2 separate regions of the Anser cygnoides genome follow, and region 2 is linked to region 1. A link is a contact called in public Hi-C data. All regions are on one chromosome and are shown on one strand. Each heading gives the region's core, a stretch centred on a gene start, on an enhancer-like site or on the middle of the called end of the contact. The rest is flanking DNA. Distances are from core to core; before and after follow the strand shown.

Region 1 (6,678 bases), core at 875-3,374:
AAGCAATTACGTTTGATATTTCATTTGAGTGCAAGATGTCAGGAAGAAAACTGACAAAGCTATTTTTCCCAGGCCACTGTGAAAGTTAGCTTCATGAAGGTCTTCACTTGAAGTAAGCACACCCAGAAGCAGAAGCTGCAGCATTGTTACCAGATTTTCCAAATACCTCTTCTACTCTTTTCTCTCTACCCAGCCACTGACAAACATTTGTGATTGTTCTTAATGTAAAAAAACAGCCACTTGTCTGGTAATCCAGGCAAAGAGAAACAAGCGTTCTCACTTCTCTACTGTGGCACTCAGCAACTAAACAGAAAAACAAGTAAAGACCTTTCAGCAACAGTCACTGATGCAGACCACAAGTTAACTCACCTTAAAAAATGCAAACCACTTGTAGTTGTTTAGCACAATTTCAAAGCCTTGATTGTAAACCAAAGTGAAGAAACCATAATTGCCCAGACTATCCTGAGCCACATCTAACTTCTGAAGATTCACAAGTACTGTTTTTTCCACAGGCCCTGCAAGAAAGAAAGAACATTATTGCAAAGATTACAATTAAAATAAGAAAGAGTAAAGAGCATATCAGAATATTTTTTTTCCCAAAATACACTAAAATACACTTGCTGTATAAAGCCTCCTGCAAAAAGGCATTAAGCAAACACGCCTCACAGACCTCACTTACCTATCACTGCAAACATGTTCATTTTGCAATGCTAGACAGTATTTGCACATTTAATTACTAACAGCAGCAGTAGCAAACAGCTGTTACAGGAAAACATCAGCTTATTTAAATGTAACTTGCTACACAGCTACGTAGGACTTGGATGCTCTGTCACTCAAGACACTGTGTCTGCAGTGACAAATCTTCCTCTGAAACATCTGGTTTCAGGTATCAGCCACCACACTACCTCACACCACTGCTCCAAACCCTGCCAGGTCCAGTATCACCTCCCATGTTCTCACCTGCCACTTGCCTGGTCTGATCAAACGAACACAGACAGTTTAGATGCAATGCATTAACTACTTTTACAATAATACTGTCAAATAATAATCAAGTAATAGCTCCTCACTACTATTACGCTCTCAAGAGGAATGCTATTTTTACTTCTCCTGATGTTATCCGACTTGAGCTTTTACAGCTGCGAGCCTCCTGGGACATGGGTGTAGCCCAGGAGCAACAACACACTTTGCCACTTGAGAGCCACTTTGTTAAGAGCCACTTTCAGGAGAGGCTGAGCTGAGAGGAAAGACATCTGGAGCTGTGAAGGAGGAAGCAAACCAGCATGAGGCAGTAGAAAAACAGAGAGGTCTAGGTGAATCCAAAATATACAAGAAAAAGAATAATGCAAAAATAAATCAAAACAACAACAAAAAGGGGAGTGCTGTAACAGGGCTGGCCACAGTGGTCACCCTGAGCAAGACAGGTTAATTTTCACACAGTTTAATTCAGATCAGCCCCTTTTTGCCTCAAGCCCAGCTGTCAGGAGCTCAGCACCAACCTCTGCACGCTGCCACAGGCTCTGGCAAAACCGGCAGCATGTGGGGGCCCACTACTGCCAAAGCGGGTATTATAAACCGAAAACCTTAAATAACACGCTGCTAGCGAGCTTCTGCTGGCAACTAAGTGCCGAGGGCTACAAGAAATAGCCCCAGATGAGAAAAACAGACCAAAAAAAAAGAAAAAAAATTGAGCAAACAGGCCGGCTGCAAGCAAACACACCAGAGGCAGACACCCGCTTCCTCGCCGCCAGTTTCGCTTTTCGGGCCTGGCGGCGCGGAGCTTTCGGGGACCCCTCCACCGAGCTTTAGGGGACCCCCACCCACAACCGGGACCCCCCACACCCGGATCCACCCAGGCGGGGAAAAGGGGAACGGGACGGGGCCGCCGCGCTCTCACCCGCCTGGGAGCAGTTGCCGTGTCGGCCGCCCCCCCGCCAGACACGGAGCTGCCAGGCGCCCAGCAGGTCGGCGAAGGAGCAGTTGGCCGGGGTATCGGCCACCAGCTCGGCAGGCAACGCCGCCAGCACCATGGCCGCTGCCCACAGCGCCCACCCTGCCATGGCGCCGCGCCCGCCGCCGCCCGCTGCAGCCGCCCTTAAAATGGACGCGGGAGCCGCGGCCTCCCCGCCCCGCCGCTTCCCTGGGCCCGCCCCGGAGCGCCCCTGGTCGTGCTGCGCTGAGGGGCCGGGCTTATGGACCTGCCCCCCAGCTCTGGGGGGCTGCCTGGGGGTGTGTGGTACCCCCTGAAAGGGGACATCGTCCCCAAAGAGTGACCTTGTCCCCAGAGGACGTCCTCTCCCCTGCAAAGGGTGTCCTCCTCATCAAAAGGCGTCTCTGACCCCTCAAAATGACCTGTCCAAAGGGAGTCCTCCTCCCCAAAGAGCGTCCTGCCCAAAGGACAGTCTCCCCTGCAAATGCCTCACCAAAAGGCATTGCCCACACAAATAGAATCATAGAATCATTAGATTTGGAAAAGACCTCCAAGATCATCTGGTCCAAACATCCCGCTATCATCAATATCACCCACTAAACCATGTCCCTAAGCACCATGTCCAACCTTTCCCTAAACACCCCCAGGAATGGTGACTCCACCACTTCCCTGGGCAACCCATTCCAATGCCATTCTCTCCTAAATGGAGTCCCCCTACCCAAAGAGCATCCTCATCCCCAAAGTGCCTCCTTCTCTCCAAAGTGCCTTGTCCTCCCCAAAGCCCATTCACCTCCCCAGACAGTATCTTTCCCCTGAAGGGCATCCTCCCCTGTAAAGGGCAATGTCATCTCTGGAGCCCCTGCCCCAAAATCCAAGCCAAGGCCTCCGCACTCAGAGAAGTCCTGGCAGAGAGGGACAGGCTGGCAGGCTTGGTCCCTGGTGTTATTTCAGGCAGGAGTCTTGCAGCTGTGGAGGACAAGGCCACTGGTCTACCACAGGTTTTAGCTGTACAAGGTGACTCAGGGTTTCCACACCAGCTGCACACTGTGGCCAGAAAACCACACAGCACCAGTCCTGCATGGGATGTGGGACCCCAGAAACCTGCGGCAGTCAACCCCAGCCCGTAGCCTGCAAAAATGCAGAAAAATCCCCCAGAAGGTGTAAGACTTAGTAACATGCAAATTCTTGCAGGTCCAGTGACCAGACTGTTTGCATAGCATGGGTGTTGTCAAAGGGCAGAGATGTTTCCACCAAACTGAGCCTCTCAGTGCAGCCCAGTGCATGTCTGAGTATGCACTTGAAGTGGCGCTTGTTTTGCTGCCTCTCCAGATTCAGGATGTACATACTTTCACATCCCCAAAGTTATACATACAACCAAGAAGGCTAAAGGACTCTCTGATGAGTAAATACACCCTAATTAAAAACAAAGTTATATAAAAAATAGCCTCTCTCAGGGGAACAATAAATGCCTATAGTACTGTGTTTGCTATGAAAATGAAGCACTAGCTTAACTACGGATGTAAATTTAAAATAATTTTGCTAAACTGGTATAAATCTCCATGATAGATACTCTTATTACTGATCTCAACAGTTTAGTTTTAAATCAGAATCATAGAATGGTTTGGGTTGGAAGGGACCTTAAAATCACACAGTTCCAACCCCTCTACAATGGGCAGGGACAAAACTTACTTCTGAGCTAAACTAGAAACATCCTGATTTTATTTAGCTATTTATTTTCATAATAGTTTAAATCAGGAGATTAGAAATAAGTCAATAAATTTTAACAGTTTCAAGCAATACGTTATTTTATGTCCATCCCTTTGCTTTTATGCCACCTTCTCAACCTTTTATGGAAGGATTCATTTAACATTTTATTGCTGACTCTTAGAACAACCAGCTAACATACGTTCATACTCAGGGTGATAAAGAGACAAAAGTTCATGTCATTTTGGGGGGGACAGTCTTCTGAGGATCTTGAAACATTGATTTGGTAGGAAAAGCAGGATTTCCTGTGTTACAGACAAGAAAACAAATGCTGTTTCACTTCACCGAGACTGCATTGGTCAATAATGTTATTATGGGTATTAAAAAGAGAGAGAGGTCTGAGCTTTTTTTTTTTAAAAAATTTGTTTTTTTTCAAAGGCAGCTACATTCTGCTGGACTTACCATATCACTGCATGTGCCTTGCCATTCCTGATGAAGCCTGACTAAGGAGAGGTGGCTACACAGTCTCTTTTCTTCACCAAAGATATATATATATATATATATATAAAGCTCTGTAATTTCCAAAAGAAAGCCAAAACTTCCCAGTAACTTTAGGAAACATCTGTTACAGTACTTCACATTATCTATGCAGGAGCAGAAAATGATTATGGTATCTTCACATCACAATGCTGGTTGGATGATCCTGTCCCATTGCATATGTACTGTACTTTGAACTTCAATTTTCAGTTTCATTTTATAGCCTCTGCAGGTTGCCATTGTACAAAAACATACTGATTTCACTTTAATTGCTTTGGAGTCGCAATAGATTATTGCACATAAAGCTTATTTTATATAATGTGGATGTAAAATCATCACTGAAACTGGGCAGAAGTGATTTAAATTCAGCCTGGCCTGTGCAGTTCACCCTGATTCTGTTCTTCAGGTGTAGTTTATTTTTGCCTTTTTGAGCAAAGGAAAGACTCCCTGTGCTTTGTCTCCAATAGTAATGCAGATTTAATTATTTCTGTGGGAAAAACTACTACCACCAACAAGCAAAAATAAAAGACAAAAAAACACTCTCCTCACAAGCACTGACAGCCCTGGTTTTGGCAGTGAAATACAGCCTTGAATTAGTACCCCTGCATGTGTCAGACACACAGGACTTTTTCTGTGTTTGGTCATGACGCTCAGGTAAGCTGCTCTCTTGAAAGAGAAATTATATCAAATCTGTTATAAGGCCTCTCAATTCTGTGTCCTAACAGTGTTACAAAACTCCTGAGACTGAGGGCAAAGTCACACAGAAGAGACCAAGCCAATGGAATGGTTTATTGCCTCCAAAGAGAGGGGCTGGGCTAGTAACCTGCTGACAGCTGCAGAATGCACCAATCTGTTTTGTAGGGTAACTGAAATCACCGTTGTGCAGCTCAAAACTAAGTATACAATCAAAATCCTGCAAGGGGAAAAAAAAAAAAAAAAGGCTTTCTTCTGGGTTAGGGAGTTGAATCAGCTCCACAAAAGATCCAGCACTCTCAAGAACTAGCCCAGGGGAACCCCACAGCCAGCAGCAATGGCATGGGGAAAAGCAAAGAGATTTTCCTTCAATGATAACATATGTGAAGATTAGCTCACCAGATATTGAATGCTTATAGTCAGAATTTGGGCCACAATGCTAAATTAAGCATTTATTTCTAGCTTGCCCCAATCCTGGCTGCTTTGACCTGTCACTGACTGTACAAGTCAAAGAGTTGTGTGACTATTTGTTGAAGTGATGTGAGGAAATGATTTGGCTGAAAATAATCTTGGAAACAAAAACCCCAGGTGTGGTTGTTATTCAGTCAGGTCAGTTCCCCAGGCTGGGAGCTAACCATGACCTGAGTGGTAATGAGCCATCCACAACTTTAAAGGAGAGAACATAAAGATTACATGCGTGGAGTGCTTCACAAAAAGCTAATGTTAGAGAAAACTGAAATGAAAAAGGATCCCTGTGCACAAAAGCCTATCCACTTATTTCAACTGTATCTGTCTAATTAAAAAATATCTCCTTGCCAACCCTGCTGCAATTTAGTTGGTGTATCATCACCCCCACTGCTGCTGAAGCTGTTAACACAGTATAACGGAACTAATTGTTAAAAATACAGAAGCTAAACATAACATGAGAATTCTTAATTAATTCGTTTGCCTGTTTTGGAAAGATGGAAGAATAAAAGTATTTTTATGATCCTATGCAGTCTTTGGTATTAACTCCTTACTGAGACTGTTGTTGCTGTTCTGCAGATGGTTCTCTGCAAGAGCAATGTCCTAATTACATGCTGATAAAAAGTGAAAAGCTGTACTCCGAGGCTCATTTTTCAGAGCATTAATTCATACATGATCATTATCTCACTATATAAAATCTGATTTTTTTTTTTCCTTTTTTTACTGCAGGGTACTTAAACCAGCTTAACAATATATTCTTTTATGCATGATTGGACTTCACAGTAAAACTAGAATCATAGAATCATTAGGGCTGGATAAGACCTCTAAGATCATCTGGTCCAACCATCACCCTATCACCAATGTAACCCACTAAATCATGTCCTTAAGCACCAGGTCCAACCTTTCCTTAAACATCCCCAGAGTGGTGACTCCACCAGCTTCCTGGGCAACCTGTTCCAATGCCTGACTACTTGTTCTGAGAAAAAAATTTCTCCTAGTTCCCAACCTGAACAACCACTGTTGCAACTTGAGGCCCTTCCCTCTCATCCTATCAATAATTATCTGCGAGAAGAGGCCAGCTCCCAGCTCTCCACAACTTTCTTTCAGATGCTGTTTACTTCACAGTAAAACTACACAGCCTTGCTTCTGGAGGTTTTTAGGAGGAGGTAGCTAATGCATTTATTTGTTGCACCTATAAATCTGTTTTGTTTTGATTTGCTTTGTTTTAAGTGAAGACACTTGCTCTGTGGAACAACTCAAACAGTTGCTAGCAATTACGGAAATTAATTTCACAAACAGAATTAGTAAGATGGGTTCTTGAGTGCGTATGTAATGAACATGGAGAGGGGAGT
Region 2 (5,950 bases), core at 956-3,455, 540 kb before region 1:
TCAGTCTTTCCAGTTTGTCAGTTTTAGTTCCATCTTTCTGAAGATTAGACCTGATTTTAAATAAGGCCACTAACCCAGCTGCAATGAATAAAGTTCCAATAACCAGGTAGGTAAAAAGCGGAGCAACAACAAAGCCCGTCAGCGCATCCAGGTTCTGGTTCCCAACGTAGCACAGGCCAGTGAGCTCGTCTGCATCTACCAGTCTCATAATCAAAATAACAATGGTCTTCACTGCAGGGATAGCCCACGCTGCAATGTGGAAATACGAACTGTGCATTTCTATAGCTTCATGGCCCCACTTGAGTCCTGCGGCCAGAAACCACGTCAATGTCAGAATAACCCACCAGATGGAGCTAGCCATCCCGAAAAAGTACATCAGCAAGAAAATTATAGCACATCCTGTGTTCTTAAGACCTTCTTGGATAAGAACAGGTTCTGCTGCCTCTTCAAAATCACAGGATATCCTTTCCCGGCCCACAGTTAGCCTCACAATATAAGCAATGCTATAAATATTGTAGCACATGCTCAAAAATATGATTGGGCGCTCCGGGTAGGAAAATCTGGATGAATCAATCAGGAAGGTCAGGACTGTGAACGCAGTTGATATGAAGCAAAGACTAGCCCACACGGCCATCCAGATATCTGTGAATTCCTTCGCTGACCTGCTGTAGAGCCCAGCATCATAGCCACATTTGAGGACACAGTTCAGGCTCCTCTTGACCCAGATGTACTGATCGGAATTGGATCCCATGCTGTGGCACTCTTCTCCAGGCTGCAAGGATGTCTTGCTATGAAGGGGAACCTCTTCATCTCCCGGGCCCTCCATGCACATGTGGTTGTGATCGTTCTGGGGTGGGAATTTGCTGCAGTTCAGGCTGTCCGGCCAGGCAAATCCAAATTCTTTTAAAACAGGTTCACATCTTCTTTTGACAGAGAGGCACATGCCACCACAGGGACCTATGGGGATGTTAATCTTCTCTGTGCACATCGGGACGTAGACTGAACAAAGGAAGAACTGGAAGAGAGAAACACAAATCGCAAATGCGTTAGGAGAAAATTCAACAGGTCAAAACATAACAAGTTTTCTTTTTTGCCTTTTTAGCAGTAATTTTTGGTCCTTTGCCTTAAAAAACAGGAAGCAGCATAAAACAAATAAACCAAGAACAATAAAAACTTGGGAGAAAAAACCCTAAAAATGCTGCCTTCTTTCAGTTCAAGTGTGGTCCGAAGCCAAAGCCTGAACATTTCACTCCCCAGATTAGCTCCATGCAAATTTAGCCCATCACTTTCAATAAAGCGAGTGGGATTTAGCCAGATGTAAACCTCAAGGGTGCAATTTAGGAAAAAAAAAAAAAAAAGAAAAAAAAAGTATATTTTAAAGCGGTTTAAACAAATACATATTTTTGTTCAAGGCACTGCCTGGATATCACGGCTAGCAAACAAACAGAAGAAAAGGCATTTACTGAATCACTTCGGTTTGTGATCCTCCTGGAAGAACGCGCCTCTCTTTCACCATCGGGCCACCGACGGGCTCGCACCGGCCATAAAACACTGCCGCTCGCTCAGCTTTGGAAACACGGCGATTTTGGGGGCCTGTGGCCACACCGGGGGGGCTTCAGGGAGTTGGGGACGCGGGGGTCCAAGCTGGCTGCTGCCGTGGAGGTGTCTCTGCGGGCCGGGCATGGCAGGACCCCCTTTTTTCCCCCCTTGGGAAGCCCACACAGCGCTGCCTTGTGCTGCAGCCCGCTCCCTCCAGGCTTTGCAGCGGGGGAGATGGGGGAAATGTCAGCACAACGCCCAGCTCCCGGTTCTGGAGAAGGGGGTTTGGGGGGGGGATTTGGGGGGTTTGGGGAGGGTTGGGGGGGGGGGGGGTTTGGGACCCACCTGGAGCTGGCTGGAGCAGCCGTACTGGATGAGGGGGGTGAAGGTGGTGAGCTGCAGCTCGGCGTCCGCCTGCAGCTCGTGGCCCACCAGGTTGGGCATCTTGGTGACATTGTAGCCCAGGTTCTGGCACATGGCGATGCGGATGGCGTCGCAGCGCCGCTCCTCCTCGTCGCCGAAGCCCCGCGTCCCGCCGAGCAGCAGGGCCAGCAACAGGGCCAGCAGCCGCCCGGCCGCCCCCTTGCCGCCACCGCCACCACAGCCACCACGGCACCGTGCCATGGCCGAGACCCCCCGGCCCCCCACCTGCCCCCGGCCCCGGCTCCGGCCCCGGCCGCGCCGTGCCGCCCGGGCCGGCTCCAACGGGGAGGGGCCGGGGGCGGCTCTGCTCTTAAACCGCCGCGCCGAGAAACTGCCCAGGGGAGGGGACGGCGCCTCCCCGAGCCCCGGCCTCCTCCCAGCCTCCCGGGGCGGGCACAGCTACGGCCCCGGCCCGGGGGGAAAGTCCCGCTGGGTGCCCCCCGGAGCCCCCCGGAGCCCCTCGGCCCTGCGGAGCCTCAGAAGCGTCCCCCCCACTTCAGGCACGGCGACCCCGCTGTGAGCAGCGAGCGGCCCTGCCCTGCCTCCCCCCGGGCTTGGTGACCCGGGGCTGGGTCCCCGATGTCCCCACAGCGGTGAAGGGCGGCGACAGGGCCTGAGAGGGGCACCCCGAGGTGCCCAGGCCCAGGCCTGGTTCCCCAGGGGCAGGCTGAGCTGATCCATCAGCCTCCTCCCTCCTCTCCCTCCTCTACCTCCTCTCCTTCCTCTCCCTCGCCAGGCCACAGGGCAGGTCTCTAAGCTGCCACCTTTTCTCCCAACACATCCCTCACTTGTACGTCTGGCATCTCGGACACATCTGGGTGGTGGTGGTCCTTCACGGGGACAGAGAAACCTAGGGTGCTGCTCCAAGCACCTCCTGGTGTTGGCGTACCTCCCCTAAACACGTACGGGTGTAGGGTTTGTGTACTTCTCCTAAACACATAAGGATGTAGGGTTTGTGTACCTCTCCTAAATACGCACAGGTGTAGGGTTTGTGTACTTCTCCTATGCACGTACGGATGTAGGGTTTATATACCTCTCCTAAACACGTACGGATGTAGGGTTTGTGTACCTCTCCTAAGTACAGACGTAGGGTTCATGAATTTTGAGGGGAAATTGAGCAGACCTGTAGGGTGTCCCCAGGATTAAGAGCGGACACATGAGGCTCACACTTAAACACACTCAGCGTTATTTACACCTGTAATAAAATCTGGTTGGGCTGGTTGTGCCTTTAGCAAAAATATGTCATCTATTAATGAATTGTTTGTAAAGCGCTTTGAAAATGTTTGTAAAGCCCCGGTTAAACAACCTCTGGCTGGGTGCGTGTGTGTGCACAGTGTGTGACATGTGCGGGTGTCCTGAGCACGGCCATCGCCAAGAGCCATGCATCCGTATGTGTGTGGCCATGCTGCAATGACTGGTTTTCCTCTAGCACGAGGTGTTTTAACCAAGGTTTCATGAGCACAGGTATTTACAAAGCTCTCATCACCGTGATAGTTTATAACCAGCTCCAATAAACAGCGACTGCAGTCTTACAAAATCCTGGCGAGGCAGACAAGTCGTATTATCTTAACTTTTTAAACACAGAGCCAGACAGCGCTGCAGTCCCAAGGTCGTGCAAGGAGGCTACGATGCAGTCAGCAACGCAGCCCGTATCTGGTGAGGTCCATATTTACTCATAAGCGTTGCCTTCTGTGACTAGCAGTGCTCCGCTGCTAATCTCGGTCGGCGATAATGCTGTGAATGCACACACTGTGCTGCAAACGTCCGCCAAGCTGTTCCCAGCCCCACCAAGTTTATGATCTGAATCAGATGGGGAACGGGTGCTGGGCATTCTGCAGTTCGTACAGGCAAACAATTAAAAAAAAAGATAAAACTCCTGTAGGAAGCTCTGCCTCCTGCTTTTTTGTTTTGTTTTTTTTTTTATTCTGTTTTGGTCCAGATTATGTAGGAAAGACAACTGGAGGGAGGAGGATCACAGTGACCTTAAAACTATGAATCTTCGTCTTAGTACATGAAAAACCTTTCCATTTGCAGTCTTCTGCAGCAGTTAGGCACTGAAGCAGTGTTGACTGCTACCAGCGTAGACCTTTGCCTAATTCCCATGAAACAATTTGCCTGCTACCTTTTCAGCAAAGCCCTCTGCCAATGGACCCGGTCCTTTGACTCAGTAGAGGGACAGGGAGACATTTTAAAGCTGCAGCGGGAGACAAGTATCGTTTTAGAAAAAGAACCACCATGTGCCCCCTCCAAAAAGAAATAACTACCACTATTGCTTTTTCTTTGGGAACACAAAATAAATATTAGAAAGTGCTACGCTGCTATGTTTGCTTTGGAAAGTCTTTTAGATAATGGGAATTAGTTTTCAAAACAAGAGCACTGGCAAATCATACCAGCAGTCTGAGCTGGAAAAAATGGTAATTACCCTGCTTTGAACCTTATGCATATATTAACAGTGATTAAATGTCACCATGATAAGCATGTACATAACAGTTTCTTTAAACAGATCAAAGTAAGAAACCTGCTGGATAGTGGGTTTATAGATTCTTAGATTTCCAGACAGTTGTGAGATTCTGGCCTGAATCCTGCACAGCACAAGCCTTGTTAGTTCCTTGTTTATTGTTTGAATTACAGTATATCTTTTTTCTTAATAAATCTGATTTTGAGGTTGCCTTCATTAAAGCATCAGCAACTACCTTTCTAAAAAGCTCTAAGCATTATTTATTGTGGCCACCAATAATTATATTGGGTTTCTAGTCTGAGTTATCTTCGGCTCTGACTTTTGTTGTATCTTTACCGGCCGGGTTGAGAAGTCATTACCAAGATTAGCCCTGTAGGTATTGTCAGACTGTGGTTAAGTCACCCCTTGGCCTTTTTGCAGTAAGCAAAATAGATCAAACTTCCCGATTTTCTTACTGTAAGGCATCTTTTCCAATGCCTTGACCATTCTTTTGATTTTAAAGGAGCGAGATTCGAACCTGCTGTTCGGAAAGTACATTCAGCTCAAACCATCCTGCCTACCTTTAAAAGTCTTGAAGGAATTATCTGACTTAGCAGCCTAAGCACCCTCGGTCCCTTTAGAGATATCTAGGATAGGCAGATACTTGCAGAGGGCAACTCACGTAATACAGATTACATGAGTATACAAAATCTTACTTATAATCTATTATCATCTTGCTGCTATTACAATTTTCCTCTTAAGTTTGTATGTGTTTTTTGCATATTTGTAAAAGTTGCAAACACATTTCTACGTTACAGAAATAATAGTCCCATTATCTCTCAGACTCATAGCATCTCGCAGGAAATTTGAGAAGGTTTATAACTCTATTTTGAACATTTTCAAAGCATCAGTGTTTTCCTGAACTGCTATTAGAACATGGTTTGGCTTTCCAGTAGGAATGACACTAATGTCAAACATGCAGGTGAAATAACCCCTCCATTCCTACACAAGACCATCCTGCTTATACATCCAAGGATGCTATCTACCCTTTTGACCACAGCCTTACGCTCAGAGCCACAACGGATGCCTTGTGGGCAGACCTGAGAAACCTCAGGCACCCTGTTGATTTTTTAATATGTGGATGGCATATTAGGATGTGATTTTCATAACCAAATTCACATGTCTACTTATGGTCAGATGAATTTCATTCAATAAACACCTCTGTCTGTCAACTGACGGTGAAGAGAACATAGGGTGACTAGCCCCGAAGGGAAAGGTGACTGAGAGGTGTCTAATGCTGGATGAGAGCAGGTCTCTGCCTTTCTGTCAGTCTCCTGGGTCCGTGACAGAGGGAATTGATATTGCCATCCCACAGATTTCTTATGAAGTTCTTGGATAAGAGTTACCTAAACATGTAGTTTTTTTAAAATGTGCAACTTTTAGAGCTGTTTTGGGACATCATCTTTATATTACCATTGAAATGGTAAGATCACATTAATTACATTAATTAATGTCAGTTCTGTCTAACATGCCATGTAACTTATTCCATAT

What was found. A called contact is a pair of places that touch in the nucleus more often than the background predicts.
Region 2: a contact with region 1 is called in a Hi-C map of granulosa cells, with 1.7 times the contacts expected there. The contact joins the promoter of FZD4 here to the promoter of CTSC in region 1. A contact is called at or near these places in 2 of 7 Hi-C or Micro-C datasets (granulosa cells and liver).

The regions. Positions count from the first base shown.
Region 1 is chr1:203,417,445-203,424,122 of Taihu_goose_T2T_genome, reverse strand. CTSC (cathepsin C) reads right to left here and starts at 2,124. Exons shown (of 7, transcript XM_048076507.2): 1 at 1,895-2,124; 2 at 370-515. The coding sequence starts at 2,057.
Region 2 is chr1:203,959,003-203,964,952 of Taihu_goose_T2T_genome, reverse strand. It overlaps FZD4 (frizzled class receptor 4), which reads right to left and starts at 2,205. Exons shown (of 2, transcript XM_048076515.2): 1 at 1,885-2,205; 2 at 1-1,015. The coding sequence starts at 2,163.